Linked DNA regions of Sus scrofa: region 2 is linked to region 1. Evidence: chromatin contacts called from public Hi-C data. All regions are on one chromosome and are shown on one strand. Each heading gives the region's core, a stretch centred on a gene start, on an enhancer-like site or on the middle of the called end of the contact. The rest is flanking DNA. Distances are from core to core; before and after follow the strand shown.

Region 1 (5,976 bases), core at 2,239-4,738:
TGGTGCTAACATGCTCATCCTGCAGGTGGGAAAACTGAGAGGCACAGAGAGCCAGAATGTCAGGCCCCAGAGGCTGGGCCGTAGGGAGGAGGTCTGGGATGAGCTCTATTGCTAGGGGCAGACCCTTCCCCCAGGTCTCAGTCTTCCCATTTGCGAAACAGGAGCCCTGCAGGCACCTCTCCTAGGCCAGGTCTCTCCAATGTGTCCACTTGGATGGCCTTGGTCTGCCTTCAGGCCTTGTGAGAAGCCCAGAGAATGCCTCCCCACAGAGCCTGGGCCTCTGAGTTGTCCCTAGGCCACAGCCTTGGCAGGTGTGGCTCGGGGGAGATGAAGAAGGAGAAAGGAGCTGAGAGAAGGGGTAGGGGCAGGGCCCTCCCAGAGTCGACCAGAGGGGTATAGAGGTAGCTAAAATGTCCTGAGATTGAGGGGCTGGTGAGGGCCGGGAGGCTACCGGATCTGTGTTAGGCAGGGGGAGGCAGGCAGGAGAGGCCGGCCAGGAGCACAGTCAAGGGCAGGCTCTCCTACTTGTGTGGCTGGGGACTCTGGCTCCCTCTGCGCTGGCTGGACAGGTGCATGTCATCAAAGAAGCTTAACTGGCTCATAACCACTAAGCCTCTGGATTGCCCTGGGTCCTGCCTACGTACTTCTTACCCAAGGCTTAATGAGGAAAAGCTTCTGGCTGTGAAAACACACACCTGCCTCTGGTTGTGGGGGTGGGGGGCAGACCTTCATCATGATGAGTGAGTCTTCAGAGCATAGAAATGACACATCATCCTAGCAGGTAAATGGCCTTGGACAGGACGGTTCCCCTTCTCTGAGCCTGAGTTTCTGCAGCTGTAAAGATCTGTTCATCTTTTTTTTTTTTCCTTTTCTTTCTTTCCTTCATTCCTTCTTTTTCTTTTTCTTTTTTCTTTTTATTTTTTTGTGTGTGTGTTTTTAGGGCTGCACCTGTGGCATATGGAGGTTCCCAGCCTAGAGATCGAATTGGAGCTATAGCAGCCAGCCTACACCACAGCCACAGCGAAGCCAGACCTGAGCTGCACCTGTGACCTACACCACAGCTCACGGCAATGCCGGACCCTTAATCCATTGAGTGAGGCCAGGGATCAAACCCACATCCTCGTGGTTACTGGTTGGGTTCATTACCACTGAGCCACAATGGGAACTCCCTGTTCATGGAATTCAGAAATGTGCTGTGAATGCATATAACTATTTACATGTACCCCACCCTTAAAATCTTTACTAGTTTCCTGTTTTCTGATAAGAGAATAGATTAATGCTCATTGTAGAAAATTCAGACCACAGAGGAGTCAAGAGGCAGGAAAAGGAGTTTCCTAGTGGCTCAGCAGGTTAAGATCCCGACATAGTCTCCATGAGGATGCAGGTTCAGTCCCTGGCCTTGATCAGTGGGTTAAGGATCTGGCATTGCCAAAAGCTGTGGTGTAGGTCACAGATGCAGCTGGGATCTGGCGTTGCTGTGGCTGTGGTGTAGGCTGGTAACTGCAGCTCTGATTTGACTTCTAGCCTGGGAACTTCCATGTGCTACAGGTGTGGCCTTAAAAAGAAAAAAAAAGAGGCAGGAAAAAATGACCCATAGTCTGGCTGTCCAAAGGTGGAAGAGGAGCCCTGAGCAGCCCATGAGGATCTGTCCCTCCTGTGCCTGCTGTCCCCTGGCTCCCAAGCAGGCCCGGCACACAGGAGGGGCTGGTCCTGTCTGTTCTATGAGTCTAGCACCTGCTTTCACACAGCCCATAGGCCTACCTCCACCCAGGGGCCTTGCTGTGTGTCTCCAAGCCATCACTGTTAACCTGTGGGTTGTGGCTCGATGTCACCTGGGGTGACTCACCTATCTCCCTCCTGAAATCCAAAGAAAGCCTGGCTTGTGCAGGCCTAGGGCCGGGTAAGACAGCCCAGCAATGGTGGGCAGTGGGCTCCAGCAGGGGTTCCCTACAGAAGGGACTGGCTCTTGCCTTCCTGTGAAGTGGCTAGAGGACCAGTGTGCATGGACAGTGACAAACAGCCTGATAGAAAACATTTTTGGGAAAATTTTCTCTCCCCAAATAGCTAGCTCATTTGAGCTACAAGTGTAGACTACTTTTTGAGTGACTACTCTTAATTTTAAAAAGTATTTTATTTTATTTTGTCTTTTTAGGGCTGCACCCATGGCATATGGAAGTTCCCAGGCTAGGAGTTGAATTGGAGCTGCAGCTGCTGATCTACACCACAGCCACAGCAACATCAGATCTGAGCCCCATCTGTGACCTACACCACAGCTCACGGCAACACCAGATCCTTAACCCACTGAGCAGGGCTAGGGATTGAACCTGTGTCCTTATGGATACCAGTCAGGTTCCTTATCGCTGCACCACAATGGGAACTCCAAAAAGGTTTTTTTGTTTGTTTGTTTGTTTTTTGTCTTTTTTTAAAGAAAATAAAAGAAAAGAGGCACAGAGTTCCTATTGTTCCCACGGCTCAGCAGACATGAATCTGACTAGGATCCATGAGGACTCAGGTTCAATTCCTGGCCTCATTCAGTGGATTAAGGATCCAACATTGCCATGAGCTGCCATGTAGGTTGCAGATGTGGCTCGGATCTGGCATTGCTGTGGCTGTGGTATAGGCTGGTGGCTACAGCTCCAATTTGACCCCTAGCCTGGGAACCTGCATATGCCGAGGGTACAGCTCTAAAAAAATAATAATAAAAATAAAATAGATTAAAACAGAGGCAAAGTCCATGAGACCACCCTGCTTCCCTGACTCTTATTCTGCAATGGAATTTTCTGGGCTTGGTCCATTTTGAAAGGTTTTTAGGATACAAATTTTATTTTTCTATCAAGTGGGAGCAAAAGTGAACATTTAAAGAAAACCAAAAAGCATTTCACACTTGTGCAATTATTATCCAATTTGAGGGAAACACACCAGTGACCACCCCCTGACCCCCACCCCTCAGGCTTATGTACTGTCCCCCTCAGGCCATCATCGCCTGTGGATGCTGTGTCAGGTGAATGAGGTTGAGGAAGGCTCTGTGGGACAGGCAACACTCCAACTAAGCCCTGAGGACAGAGGAGACCCCACCCCCACCCCCGTCCAGATCTTCATCTTCCCCTGGAAATCTCTGGCAGCATGTGTGTGTAAGCCCATTTCACAGGGTAGAACACTGACACCCAGAGCTCTCAGACCCCCCTCCCATCCCCAGCCTCCCCAGTTGCTTCCTGCCAGTTCATTCATTCAACAAACATTTGTTGGAGGATATTGTGTGTTGCTCCCAATTACAAGCCAAGATGGGGAGCAGGTACTGGGGCGGGGGGCAGAAAGGCCAAGGCTTGGGTCAGTTCCTCAGGCATCTCTGCTGGGTTCTACTTGCCTCTTCACCAGCTGCCCACACGCTGCCTCCACCAGGGAAGCCATTTGTCCTCTCTGCTTCACAGGCCTTGAGGTCACACAGTGTGGAATGACTCAGTCCAGGCGGAACATCAGGGAGAGCTCCTGAAGAAGGCAGCCAAGGCCTGAGGGTAAGGAGACACCAGCCTGGCATGACAGTGGCACCGTTCCCAGTCTGGGCCAGGACTCGGAGAGCTGGGGGCAGGTAGAGGGTGGTGGCAAGTCCCAACACTGGCAGGGCTTTTGTAGCACAGCTTTCAGGCAGTGCTCCATCCTTGATCATGTCACAGTCTCCCTCACCTTGGGAGGGTGGCAGGATCATTTCTGTCCCTCCAATGAGACTATTAAGGCTCAGGCACAGGATGCCCATCAGACCATGATCCCTGACATGCTAGAGGGCGAGGTGGCAGCGCAGACAGTCTGCCTCTGTGGTGGGCTAAGTGCCTTTCCCTCCCAGGCCTCAGTTTTCCTCCCTGCCTGTGGTCGGCTTGCTGGTAGTCTCCAGGATCATGCCATTCCAGGAAGCCCCAAAAACGGCAGATGAGGTGGCCCAGACCCAGGTTCAAACTGGCCAAGGTCCACCTCCAGAACTAAGCCCAGTGCCTCTACTGCTTCTGAACATGCCTTTGGCACGAGTGGGTGTTCTGAGCCATGACAAGGTGTACAGTTTCCCGAAGTAAGTGACAGAAGTCTCAAGCCACTCCTAGTTCCTTAACGGTACAAATGGAGGCCAGCACTAACATGCTTGAGTACCCAGAACATGTAACCATGTCACAGATGGCCAAGGAACTGTGCTGTTTGCTCTCGGTAGGTTATAGGCTATTGTGGGCTGAACTCTGTCCTCCCCCAAATTCATATGATTAAGTTCTAACCCTGGTACCTCAGAACAGGACCTTCTTTTGAAATGGGTCTTTCCAGAGGCACTCAAGGTAAAATGAGGTCACGAGGGTGGCCCTATTCCAATAGGACTGGCATCCTTATAAAAAGGGAAATTTGGACACAGAGACAGATATGCACAAAGGGATAAAACAGCTGTGTGAAAACTGGAATGAGGCTGCCAGAAACTAAAGAACCATCAGAAACTGGGGAGGGGCCTGGAACAGACACCTTCTAGTGCTTTCGGAGGGAGCACAACTCTACCACAACTTTAATCTCAGATTAAAGAAACGTGAAAGATTAAAGAAAGCATCTGGCCTCCAGAACCCTGAGACAACACTTTTCTGCTGTCCTGAGGCACCTAGTCTGTGGTATCTTGTTGCCACAGGCCCAGGAAGCACACACATCCAAATCCGGCCAGGCCTGGGTGGAGCAAGGTGGTGTAGGCAGCCCGCAGACAGCTCCCACCAGCTCTATGCTATAATTTCAAGGGCCGCCCCAGACCTCTCTTCCCAGCCCTGCGCGTGTACCTACAGGCAGGCAGCTGTCTGGGGTACAGTGGTGTGCACAAAAGTCCTGGTGTGAAGGGGGGCTGATCACAGTGGGCTCTATGAACTCACCTGGCCTGCTGATGTGGCAGTTGGGACACACATGCTTGGTTCATATCAAGGAAAATGAAGAAAGTCATCATGTGTGACCCACAAGGCTGAAGTGGCAATTAGATATTACGGAGTGAACATGACTCTGACCCAGAAGGGGGAGGGCCTTTCTATGTCACACTGAACATCAGTTTCTACCAGGCTAAGAAAGCAGAGGTGGAGAGGGGCTGGCCTTGCTGGAACCCTGCTCCACTGTCGCAAGACACCCACCTCTTTGCTACTGCCTGCCAGGCACTTCAGAGCCGGCCACTCTAAAATTCCCCTGGACCTCAAGCTTTCAAAGAATTCCGATCTCAGGGCCTTCGCACCAGCAGTTCTCTCTGCCACTGCTTGTCCAATGGGGGACCCCTGGGTCCATCTTAGTCTCCGCTCCCTAGTCTAGTTGTAGATCTTGGATTTATCTTGGTCTCCACTACTCAGCCAATGGGTAAACCCCTGGATTTCTCTTGGTCTATAGTCCTAGGTTAATGTTGGATGTCTGTAGTCCTGGACTAATGGTGGAACCCTGAGTTTAGCTTGGTATGTACTCCTAGTCTAATGGTGGATCCTTGTGCCTTTGTTGGTCTCCACTACTCAGTCCAGTGTGGGATCCCTGGATCTATCTTGATCTCTACTACCTAGTCTGATGGTGGGTCCCTGTGTCTATCTTGTCTCTACTCCTAGTAGAATGGTGCATTCCTGGATCTATCTTAACCTGCACTCCTAATCTAATGGTAGATCTCCCTGTCTATATTCTCTCCACTACTTACTAATGGTGGCCCCCTGGATCTACTGTCATAGTCTCCACTACCTAGTCTAATGTTGGATCCATGTGTCTATCTTGGTCTCCAACCTAGTCTAATGGTGGATAAACTCAGTGATCCAAGACAGACCCTGGGATTCTCCATTGCAGTGAGTAGCGGAGATCAAGATAGATCCAGAGATCCACCATTAGACTAGATGGTGGAGACTAAGACAGACATAAGGATCCACCATTAGACTAGGACTGCAGACCAAGATAGACCCAAGAATCTTCCATCTGCTTTCTCCCAGCCCTGCCACGCTCGTCACCTGGTCAAGC
Region 2 (5,967 bases), core at 2,337-4,836, 37 kb after region 1:
AGCCCATGATAGGTTCCCAGGAGGACGCAGACAGACCCCCTGCCACCACCACCCCCTGAATGTGGCTGTTCACCTTGGAAATCTGCTTTGGACACCCTTTCCTGGAATGTGGATGATTAAGTTGGGCAGCAAGAAACAATGGCCTGCAGATAACAACTGCATACATAGATTAATCACCTACAAGGATTAACCACCCTCTGCCTTGGCACTCGACCCCCTAACCCTCCCTTGATCTTCCTCTCCTCCTTCTTTGTCATTCCTGCCACAAGTTCCCACCATGAACTCCAGCCACAGATTCCTGCCACAGAGCCTTTATAAGCCTAGCACTTTCTCAGTCAAGGCTGGTGCCATCTTGAGCTCAGCCCGTCCCCCTCTGATGCCTTAACAAATCTCTCTGGCTTTACCAGTTTGGCCTTGTTCCTCTCTCTGCAAACCTAACCACACAGTCCTTGGTAACCGACATTCTCATAGGAAGTGCCTGGGGTGGGGGGGCAGGATTGGGAGCCTGTGATTGTGCCCTGTGGTGTTCCCATGGCCACGCTCACAGAAGTTCTGATCAGGACCTGGGATTTGTGCCAGTTGGAGCGAGGAAAGACCACATTCTTATTATGAATGAAACTGAGCAGCTCCTTAGGTGTCTTTACTCTTCCTCTGAATATAGGAGAGTTGACCACTTTTTTCTTTTCTTTCCTTCTTTCTTTTTTTTTTGCTTTTTAGGGCCACACCTGTGGCATACGGAAGTTCCCAGGCTAGGGGTCCAATCAGAGCAGTAGCCATCGGCCTATACCACAGTCACACAGGCACCAGATCTGAGCTGCATCTGCAACCTATACCTCGGCTCACGGCAACGCCGGATCTTTAACCCACTGAGCAAGGCCAGGGATTCAACCTGCAACCTCATGTTTACTATTCAGATTTGTTTTCGCTGAGCCACTATGGGAACTCCTCTACGTAATTTCTCAGAGGAGTTCTTGACGTGGCTCAGCGGAAACGAATCTGACTAGTATCCATGAGGTCTCAGGTTCAATCCCTGGCCTTGCTCAGTGGTGTTGCCTGAGCTGTGGTGTAGATCACAGACATGGCTCGGATCCTGAGTTGCTGTGGCTGAGGCCAGGGCAGCGGCTGCAGCTCCGATTCAACCCTTAGCCTGGGAACCTCCATATGCTAAGAGTGTGGCCCTAAGACAAAACATTTCTACGTACTTTCTGACCATGCCAGGATTATAAAATTCTAAGGAAGCAGAAGTCAGAAGTGAAAGTGGCAGGGTGGGGTGCAGGTCAGGGCCAGTTCATACCTGACAGGTTAGAAGCATCGTCAGTTTGCACCATGTCCGCACAGGGCCACCAACCACTGCCACCGCCCCCCATGGTGAGCCCTAAGGGAGTGCAGGGTGCAGACTCACAGGCTATTCCCCCCTGCAATCATAGCAAGCCCTCAGCCACTGCAGCTACTCCCAACAGTGCACCCTGAGGGGACTCGGGAGAGAAGGACAAGGATACAGGACCTAGACAGCTAAAGTGCTTATCAAAGGAATAGTTTCAATGAGCCCAGACTTCTGCAACTTCCAATACCAAGAAAAGTGCTAAATTAACTTACTAACTTGAGATATCTGAGGGAGTTCCCATTGTGGCTCAGCAGGTTACGAACCTGACTAGTATCCATGAGGATGCGGGTTCGATCCCTGGCCTCACTCAGTGGGTTAAGGATTTGGAGTTGCCCTGAGCTGTGGTGTATGTCACAGACACAGCTCTGATCTGGCATTGCTGTGGCTGTGGCATAGGCCAGCAGTTGCTGCTCCAATTCAACCCCTAGCCTGGGAACTTCTATATGCTTCAGGTACAGCCATAAAAAGCAAAAAACAACAACAACAACAACAAAACCTTGAGATATCTGATTTTTTTTAATTACCTGTAATCTTTTGATGTTCCAACTACCTGGTCTTTTTTGTGAAACTCCCATATACCTTGGCTCCTCCCCTACCTCTTCAGAGCAATCTCTCAGAGCTGAGAGGCTCCCTCCAGGCCTTGAAATCCTCAGAAAGTCCATTGAATAAAACATAATTCTCAACTTTTAGGTTGTGCATTTTTTCAGTTGACGGTTTCAAAGAGGTGAAGGGGGAGCCAGGAAATACAAGAGCTTTTGCTGAAAAAAGAAAAAAACGAAACACCCAAAGTAGTTGAACATCAAAAGATTACACCTCAAGTTAATGTGCTTTTCTACATTTGCGAAGATGCTAGAATCTCCCTCAATAAAAGTATTCCTTAGATATGCATCTTAATGATCCAGGGCCGGTAACTTGTTTTTCCTCTATCTTAAATTCCCCTCGGGTGGTGGTGGTGGCGTAGTGGCTAAAGACTTGACGGCGGGTAACTTTCATTATTTACTGGGATGATAGGTAACATTTTTTGTCCGCAAAGCCATGATCCAGGATGAAAGATGCAAAATAATGGAGGTGGGGGTCAGGCCATTCCACCAGTGGACAACAGGCCCCGTCCGGGAGGCCCCTAAGTGGCCTGTGCGCGGCTTGCAGAGGAAGGGCCTGGACTTGCACTAACGCACTGCCAAGTCAGGTTACCCGGACCTCCTACCCCGTTGTCTCAAGGTCTGAGGTAGCCTGGGGTAGGACGGGGCTGGGCTCTCAGTTAAGCCAGGCCAGGTTCACTCCCAGCGTTTGAGGAAGGGACGGTGCCCGTGTGGTGACCTCCTACGACTCGGCCCAAGAATTTTGGGGTTTCCAGCCGACAAATGCACCCATTCTCCAGTTTCCTCATTCCAGGAGTGGCGGCAATGGCATGGCAGACCGTGTCCAGAAACGCTTAGCGGGGTCCGGAGCTTGGCTACCCCCACCCTAGACCAAGACAGGGTGGAACAAGAGCGGGTCCAAGGTGGGGGGTCGGGGAGGAGTGAGGAGGAGACCCGCGAGGTTGCCCCAGAGGATCCGGCGAGGGCCGGGGCTCAGGATGCAGCGGCAAAGGACATGCGCCGAAAGGGGCGGGGCTAGACTGGGGGCGGGACCACGTGGGAAAAGGCGGGGTGCGGGAGGAACTCTGTGAGGGGCGGAGCTGAGGGCATCTCTTCCTGGCAAGAATGAGGCCCAAGGCTTCCTGGGCTCAGAGAGGGGCGGGATGCAGGACTGTGGCAGAGGCGTAGTGGCGCCAGCGGGGGTGGGCTCAGTGTGGGTGGGTTTAGAGCGCCAGCGGTGACAGAGCCAAGTCAGGGCCGCCCGGAAGGGCTGGCTCGGTGAGGGGCGGGGCCGAGGGCCCCTAGCGGCGTCCATTACCACGCCTTAGGAAGCGGGGCTGCGGGGGAGGTACGGCGTTTAGAACCCTTGAGGCGACGCCGCCGACGCCGTGGGCGGGGCCTAGTGGGAGGGGCGGGCTCAGTGCGGGGCGGGGCTAAGGGCTCCTAGCGGCGTCTGTTCCCACGCGCTAGGAAACCAGGCTGGAGGGAGCTGCGGCGTTTAGAGCCCTGGCGGCGATGGCGGCGATGGCGCCGACGCCGTGGGCGGGGCCTAACGGGAGAGGGCGGGCTAAGTGAGGGGCAGGGTTAGGACTTAGTCGCGATGATGCTGGGGGCGGGGCCCGCCGGGAAAGAGCGGGCCAGGGCGGGCGGCGGTCACCGGGGCTGACGGGCAGCGGACCGGACAACCAGACAGACAGACGGCGGCAGGGGGACGGGCCGGCTGGGTGCACGCTGTGCCGCCGCCATGACAGGTGAGCGCTGTCCGGGGTCGTGCCTGACAGGGACAGGCGCGCGGCCACGGTGGCCCGTAGGGTCCGGTGTCCCGATACCACCCCAGGGGAGGCCCCTCGCTGCGACGGGAGTGACCTTGCCCGTGACGGCGGGACCGCGGCAAAGCGGCGTGCAGCCTGGGGCCAGTTTCTTGGGGGACGAGGCCAGGCCAGGCTCTGGAGGGTTCTGGGCGACAGAGGCTGGGCCTGGGATGGTTCTGAGGGGTGAGGCCAGGGCATGCCGTGGAAGGTTCTAGTGAGTGGGGGCCAGGTCTTGGGTGGTGTCGGGAAGGCAGGGATCAGTGCATGTCTGTGGGTCAGGAGATTCTGGGCTGGGGATGTGGCCTGACAGTGGGAGGTTAAAGTCAAAGGTGTGCGAGGAATACTCTTTTAGGTTCTGGGTTCTACTATGTGCTCCTATCAGGAGATAATAGACTGAGAATGGCGTCAGGTGGTTCATTCCTGGGCAGTGGTTGGTAGTCAGGGGAATCTCTGGTACCTCCCATTCTGCACCCCTTGCCCAGTGGGGACAGGCCCAGGAGAATTGTGCACACGCTTTGCGCTCCATACTGGATTGTTTAAGGCCCTCCAGCATCTTTTTCCAGGACAGGGTCTCCAGCCCAGCAACCTACACCCCCCACCCCTACCCTCAATCCACTCTACCCCACCCAGGACCTCTCTGGACCTGCCCACTGCCTTCCTGACCCTAACTGAACAGGGTGGCCCTTTTCTGTAGACCTTCTCCTGTAGGAGAAGCTCCATGAAAATGACAGGCTGGTGACAGAGCCCATGACAGTGTGGTCAGGGAATGTGGTGGCTCCCAGAAGCGATACTTCATTTCAAGGGCCCCACTATTCTGCTTCATGAGGCAGAAGTCACCTAGGGGTAGCCCAGGGGGTCAGGGAGTTCCCAGAAGTCCCTGTTCTCTCCCCAACACTCACTGGAGACCCAGCCCAAGTCCTGCACACAAATAGGATTTCTTGGGCAGGAACCTGGTGATTTCCAGGACATCAGTGTCCCAGCCGAAGCCAGAAGGGACCCTAGCAGTTATGCACTCTGTTCTCATCTCCCTGAACCCTTTTTATCTGTGGCTGCTGTTTCTAAGTACAGTTGACCCTTGAACAACTGGAATTTCAACTGTGAGGATCCATTTGTATGTGGACTTTTTTTTTTTTTTGATAAATATGTTATACTACTACGTGATATGAGGTTAGTTGAATCCAAGGATATAGAATCTTGGATCCACAGGGCCGACTGTAAAGTTATGTATGGATATTCCATGCTCAGGGGTCTATGCCCCCACCTTCACCTTGTTCAGGGGTCTGTTGTACCTCCTGTGCACCTGGGCCTTTCTGTTCAGAACTGCTATATGGGGTAATGTGGAATAGCATCTCTGTTGTGTGGCTGAGGAAACCAAGGCTCAGACGGGGCAGGTGCCAAGCCCCAGGATCACTGGGGCAGTCAGTGGCAGAGCCGGACCCACCAGTTCCACTTCTCCCTGCCATCTCTGTGTCCTGGCCCTCTAGAGACCCCTCCCCATAGAGCCATTTATTTTCAGGGTGGGAACTGGGACCAGAGAGGGTTAAATGGGCAGGTCTTCAAGGCTGCAGGCCCCAAGTTCTTGGTTCACTGCCTCCATGCATCGACAGGGGCCTGCCCCAAGTTTGTTCTGGGGCCTCAGTGATGGGTTGCAGAGTGAGTTTGTGGGACCTGATGTGTCTGCACAGGGCCAGCACTGGCCAAGTGTCACTGCAGCAATTGCTGTTGCTGCAGAAGCAGCCACTGACTTGTGGTATGCTGGGGAGTGAGCCATCTCAACTCCTTGCTTGTGGCCAGTTTCGGCATGGGGACTGGAGGGGATTCTGGGATATTCAATTCAGGAAAGGAGGCTGAGGCCCCCAAATCTGGACTTTGGTGGGGCAGAGGCCAGGGGAACTCAGGAAGGCCTCTCAGGAGTAGGACAGTGAGCATGAATTAGCCAGGTGGGAATCACAGGGACAGGTAGTCTTCTCTCAAAGATGAGATCCTGAACAGTATGGTGAGGTTGGGGGCTGCTGGGCAGGGGATGGCTCAGGGGCCTGGGAGGCACAGTGAGGGCTACTGGACCCAGCTCCCACAGCACAGGGCCCCGGGTGCCAGCCAGAGTTAACAGGTTGGGGGTCCACGGTTGTGGTGCCAGCTGGGCAGGAAGATGGGAGAGGTAGGGCTTAGCAAAGGTTGCTGCTGAAGGTCTGGA

The links. A called contact is a pair of places that touch in the nucleus more often than the background predicts.
Region 2: a contact with region 1 is called in a Hi-C map of epiblast stem cells, with 1.9 times the contacts expected there. The contact joins the promoter of CARD19 here to the promoter of SUSD3 in region 1. A contact is called at or near these places in 1 of 5 promoter capture datasets (liver), 11 of 47 Hi-C or Micro-C datasets (alveolar macrophages, blood, embryonic fibroblasts and 3 more) and 2 of 2 datasets of contacts at active chromatin or transcription factors (alveolar macrophages and skeletal muscle).

What each region holds. Positions count from the first base shown.
Region 1 is chr3:42,593,074-42,599,049 of Sscrofa11.1, forward strand. SUSD3 (sushi domain-containing protein 3) reads left to right here and starts at 3,489. Exons shown (of 5, transcript XM_021088140.1): 1 at 3,489-3,512.
Region 2 is chr3:42,629,930-42,635,896 of Sscrofa11.1, forward strand. It overlaps CARD19 (caspase recruitment domain family member 19), which reads left to right and starts at 3,587. Exons shown (of 6, transcript NM_001244277.1): 1 at 3,587-3,713. The coding sequence starts at 3,707.